Regions from separate parts of the Pan troglodytes genome. Here region 2 is linked to region 1. The links are chromatin contacts, called in public Hi-C maps. All regions are on one chromosome and are shown on one strand. Each heading gives the region's core, a stretch centred on a gene start, on an enhancer-like site or on the middle of the called end of the contact. The rest is flanking DNA. Distances are from core to core; before and after follow the strand shown.

Region 1 (2,700 bases), core at 68-2,567:
GTACAAAGTGTCGTATTCACTTCAAAATTAATGACAGTATTCTATTTTTATGGTAACATTTTCTGGGTAGACTGCTGGACCTTCTTACACCTCCTATCTCACTGTCATCACTTATCCAAGGACCTTAATCAGGTCTTTGAGAATTCTTCAAAGCTACCTCATGCCCAAGTTATAATGTTCTCATTAAAAAAAAAAAAAGTCTCTAAAATTCCACATCTTCTGTGAAGTCCTCATAAGCTGATTACAGGTAGGGGATGACTTCCCTGGGAAGCCATGTAAGGCAGTGGCTGCAGACACTGTTTTGAGGGGTCTACAGTCTGACTTTCTGGATTGGAATCCAGCTCCATTGGTTACCAGCTGTGAGACCTCGAGCATCCCTTAGATACTCCTAGAATACTACCTAGAAACTAGAAGTATTCATGGGATCTACCCAACATTGGGAGATTTGTGAGGGTGAAATGAATTATAGCATGTGTGTTCTTCAGAACAATGCTTGGCACTTTGTAAATGCTCTCACTATTCATTATTATTTTTCTTTATCTACCTAGGAGACATGGAGGTCCCTGGCTGCTGTGTCCCAGTGGTTATTTAGTGATTGTACCCAATTCAATAATATTGGTGAAATGAATTTAAATTTGCTTAACCAACCAGTATCCATGATGATACCGGATATTCATGTTTTGTTCCATTTTCTGTCAGGTTACTTTAATCTGTCTTGAAAATAATCTTCCTAGAGTTGCTTGCTGGTTGGGTGTAAGGCCTTGTGTTTGGAGAGAAGATGGGGGGCATGAGAGCTGAATAGCTAGTGGCATCTGAGGACTTGGGGCATGGGAACTGCAGAGCACATTCTTAGAAACAGCCAGAGAGCATTCAGCGAGGGGAAGACTTGTTGGCTCAAGAGGAAATTCTGCTGCTTCCAAACCAGCTTGGTGAAGCAAGATGATTCTGCAAGCCCTAGTAAGCCAGGGCCAGGACTGTGAGCTGTGCTGCTGAAGGGGTTCAATGCCAAAGTAAAGAAAGGGGATTCTTTTTAGTTGGAGGTGAGAGGAGGAAACTCCTTCCTGTAGGCCTCAGAATAAAGCATGCTCGAGATTAGCCATTAGCAGGTAGCTGGAGAAATATGAGTGCCTCCTCTTTATTTTGTCTGCTGTAAAGTTATCTCTGAAGTCTGTGTTGTGTTATGAAAGAGACAAGTTTAATAAGCAGATTCTATTTTTGTTCAAGCTGTGGCTTAGAAAAGCACCATAAATCTCTGAACTGGGAACCCACTGGGCTCTGTATGCCTGTCACTCTCCCTTCCACCACACGGTGGTGACACACCTAAGCTGCAGGTCTCCCACGCCAGTGAATGCTGAAGCCCCACGGACAGGCCCCACGGTGGAGACCGTGACACTGACTTCCAGGATGCCTTTGCTCTACCCTTATATCGTTCATATGTTTAGTACCCATTTATTTGTCTGAGGTTCTTCTTTGTGTAAAGGAATTGCCCTGTGGGCAGGGACTCCGTCCATCCACCTCTGGGCCAGTCCTGTACCTCCTGGATTCCCAGTGCCTCTGCCCCAGCTCCAGCAGCTTCTTCCTTAGCTCTAGTCCTGGTCTGGTTAGCTGGCAGCACCCCATCCAACACTCAGGAACACATCAACACAGGAGAAAATCCCACTTCTCCTTAGTTCAACTAAGGCAAGGCGGGAGGATTTGAAAGAGAACTTTTCCTTGGAAACAACACCAAAATATACACAAAAGCATAAATAAATGAATACGTTCACAGAGTTTAGCCTGCAGAACCAGACTTAAGATAAAACAGCAAGCAATAAAGACTGGCTAGCGGAGCCTTTGGACTGTTCAAAGCCCAGTTTCTTCCCCAACCTCAGTCTCTAGGAATCTTGTAGGGCAGTTTAGCAAAGATAGCTCAAATCCTATCCCAAGATAGATTTTATTTATAATTTGTGACCTATGTATTCCAAAGAGGACATGGGTAGTTTACAATAAAAGATGTATGTATATATAAAATCTCAAAGCTGTTAAAGAATAGAAAATGTTTACATGTAGAAGAGAACGTAAATAAAATATGTCCAATTCCTAAACTAATACCATATTTGAGCATTAAATTTAGCACTGAGGATAGAATCTTGGAAAACCAACACAGAAAGGGAAATATGATGTGTACCACAATGGAAGTATTTAATAGGAAAGGAAAGAAACATACTTTTTTTTTTTTTTTTTTTTTTTTTTTTTGAGACCGAGTCTCACTCCCATCGCCCATGCTGGAGTGCAGTGGCGTGATCATGGCTCACTGCAGCTTCAAATTCCCAGGCTTAGGTGATCCTCCCTCCCTCCTGAGTAGCTGGGACTACAGGTACCCACCACCACACCCAGCTAATGTTTTGTGTTTTTAGTGGACACGAGGTTTCACCATGTTGCCCAGGTTAGTCGTGAACTCCTCAGCTCAGGTGACTTTTCAGCTTCGGCCTCCCAAAGTGCTGGGAGGTGTGAGCCACTGCGCCCAGCCAAAACATACTTTTTAAGAAAGGCAAGCTTTTTCCTGATACTGAATATTTAATCTCAGTAATTGAAGCATATAATTCTACAGTGATTTTATACAACACACACAAACTCTATTTGGTTGACAGTAATATTTGTTCGGGTTGATTCTACTTCTGGATCCTTATTTCTTCCTAGAACTTGTTCCATGTTCACCAT
Region 2 (2,860 bases), core at 242-2,741, 290 kb after region 1:
GGATCCCGCTGCACCAGTGGGCTGGGGGTGCCGCAACAGGAAGGCCCCAGCATTCAAACTCCGTAGGCCGTACGTGCCCAACACTTAGCGCGTCACCGGATCCAGAAGGGATCAAAGGATAAAGCCTCAGCAGATGTCCCCAGGCGGACCCGAGGGTCCCAACAGGGGTGGCGAGCAGGAGGCCGGGGAAGACACCGTGTCACCTTCCAGGCCGCGAGGGCGAAGGGGCTGATAGCACAAGGAACTCGGAATAAAAAGTCTGTGCAGGTCGACCCTGTTTCTACTATCTATGCTTGTGCATTGAACTCCATTCACAATTTGGGAGCCCCAGAAGCTTGCCGTGTCGCCTCGGGCACGCTCCGGAGGGTCTGGGCCGCGGGCCCTCCTCTTTGGCGAACCTCGGGGGTTTTGGACGGACGCTCCCGAGCCCCAGCTCCGCCGTCCGCGCCTTGAGCAGTCGCCTGCGCCTCCTTCTAGATGCGCGTTTGATTTTCTAATCAATCTCTTTGTCCCCTGCGGCCTTCACCCGAGTCTCCAGTTTCCCCGTTTCCCTCGGCCCCCGCCTGGGTCCAGCTCTCGCCCGACTTTCCCGTCGAAGGCACTCGAGTGAGTGATTCCCGGGAGCCGAGGCCGAGGCCGGCGGGTCCGCGGCGCGGGCCGGAGCTGTATGGAAATGGCCAGAGGAGCCGGCGGGCGCGGCGGCGATTTATTCTGGGAGTGACAGCCCCTTTGAGCGCTCGGCGAATGGCATTTTCTGTCTGTGAAAGCCTTTCTTCCCACCTCTGTTCAGATTAGCCCGGGGGATGAATGCACCCATTATCCAGCCCGCTGACCATTCTGAAACGCCAAATTAATTACTAAGCACTGAATCAGGCGCCGGGGCCGGGGCACCGGGAGGTGTGAAAATAGCGAGCGGCTGGAGATGGGGAAAGCGAGGGGTGCAGCGCCGAGGGGGCCGGGCGGGGTGGCCCGGGGCGCGGGCGCGGCGGGGCCGGGGCTGGCTTGGCCGGCCGCCGAGCGCGACCTGCCGGCGTGACCGTGCGCGACCGCGGGGCGAGCGGGCTACAAAGGACCCGGGCGGGCAGGAAGGCGCGGAGCCGGGGTCGCGGCCCGGAGCAGGCTGGGGCTCGCCGAGACCGCGGCCAGAGCGCGCCAAGTGCGCAGGACGCGGGGCTGGGGCTCTGGCGTGCGCCCCTCGCCGCGCACCAGTGCCTACTTTTCCACGCACCGCCCGGGATGGCCGCCCCCAGACGGCCCGGGCCCGCGGCCACCCCCGCCATCCCCGCGCAGGCTCTACGCCGCTCCAGCTGCCCTCCGAGGCCTTCAAGAAAACTTGGGCGCCGCCCTCCGACCGCAGCCCCAGCCAGAGCTTCCCGAGCGCGGGGCAGCCGCGGGCCGCCCCCACCCGGCCGCGACTCGGGATCCGCGGGTGGCACTTACCTCCCCGAGGCGCCGGCGGCAGCGGGAGGCGAGCTCTCCGCGGCTCCCGCTCGAGTGCGCGGGGCACGGAGGAGCGCGCGCCTTTAAGACTCTTCCCCGAGACTCCGCCAGGTGGTGTCACGCCGGCCCGGCCCTCGCGGCTCCTCGCCCCGCGGCCACCCGGCTCCCCTGCCCATCGCGGGCAGAACACCAGCCTCCCGCTCGCACCCTGCGCCCCGCCGCTCGGGCTCCAGTGGAGCTGGGCCAAGATAGAATGCGTGTAACTTGGGACACACAACTATCCAACAGAAAGCCACCCAACCTACACACTCTAGCTTTGGTTTGTCTGGGGGTTGCAGGGGTCTTTTTGTTTGTCTGTTTGTTTGACCGAGTGCTAGGGGTAAAAATGGGGAGGAGAGAGCTGAGAAATCTGACCCAAGGACGTGCGATCATGTCCCCACTGCCATCACCAGCGACAAACCTCAATTCCATGCTAACTGGTCTTTTTGCCCTTCATCCAAGATGGTCCGCTGACACGCCTCCCCCAATTACCATTAAAATGACTGAAGAGATAAAATAGAGGGAGAACTGTCGCCACTTAACACTAGGGGAATGCGTCATTCACACTCCTGAAACTTAGAAAAGTTTAAGAGGACCCGAGGGATGGCTGAAGGAACTCCACATTCATCAGGCGAGAAGCAGGAGCCGGCCTGGGAATCCCCAGCACAACACTCCCCCGGTGCGCCTCCTCCAAGCTCTGGGTACGTGTGACAGTTCACCCGCGAGGCCGGCGCCTGGGAATCTCTGCCGAGCTTAAGGCTGCTGGAGGACACAGGTTTGCCGGCATAAACTAGGACCCTAGCTTCAGGCCATTATTAAAATTTTACATCATATGCTTGCTCTTTGAAGAATCATTTTTTGACATTGGCATTGTGATTTCAAACTACGTTCATAATTAACTCAGTTTTTCTCTTTTTTTGGTAGTGGGTGTGTGTGGGGGTGGGGGGCGGTGGGGGCGCAGGGTCCTGCTCAGTCATCCTGGCTGGAGTGCAGTACAGTGGCGGGATCATGGCTCACTGCAGCCTTGACCTCCCAGGCTCAAGAGATCCTCCCATCTCAGTCTCCCGAGTAGCTGAAACCACAGGTGCATGCCACCACGCCCGGCTAATTTTTAAAACACTTTTTATTTTGTAGAGACAAGGTCTCAATGAGTTGCCCAGGCTGGTTTGGAACTTCTGGCCTCAAGTGATCCTTCCATCTTGGCCTCTCAAAGTGTTGGGAATACAGGTGTAAGCCACTGCACCCAGCCTTCTAACTCAGTTTTTCTGCCTACATTGTTTATTGTCATTTCATTTATGTAAATGACTTCCTCATTCCTGAGTTCCTTATTTTGATTAATTTCTCACACCACTGAAATGCTACTTTGAGTAACCCTTGGGGG

Evidence for each region. Hi-C and Micro-C count contacts between places; a contact is called where the count stands out from the background.
Region 2: a contact with region 1 is called in a Hi-C map of induced pluripotent stem cells, with 2.3 times the contacts expected there. The contact joins the promoter of NTN1 here to the enhancer-like site in region 1. A contact is called at or near these places in 2 of 7 Hi-C or Micro-C datasets (induced pluripotent stem cells and stem cell-derived neural progenitor cells).

Annotation. Positions count from the first base shown.
Region 1 is chr19:61,409,349-61,412,048 of NHGRI_mPanTro3-v2.0_pri, forward strand. The region is part of intron 7 of STX8 (syntaxin 8); the gene reads left to right. Among named protein-coding and RNA genes, the nearest start is that of STX8, 280 kb to the left of the region's middle. Within about 2 kb of position 1,318, at least 4 of the 24 cell types and tissues checked have an H3K27ac peak or open chromatin away from gene starts, as enhancers often do. A contact at or near this core is called in induced pluripotent stem cells, where this site is marked.
Region 2 is chr19:61,699,091-61,701,950 of NHGRI_mPanTro3-v2.0_pri, forward strand. It overlaps NTN1 (netrin 1), which reads right to left and starts at 1,492. Exons shown (of 7, transcript XM_024350490.3): 1 at 1,441-1,492.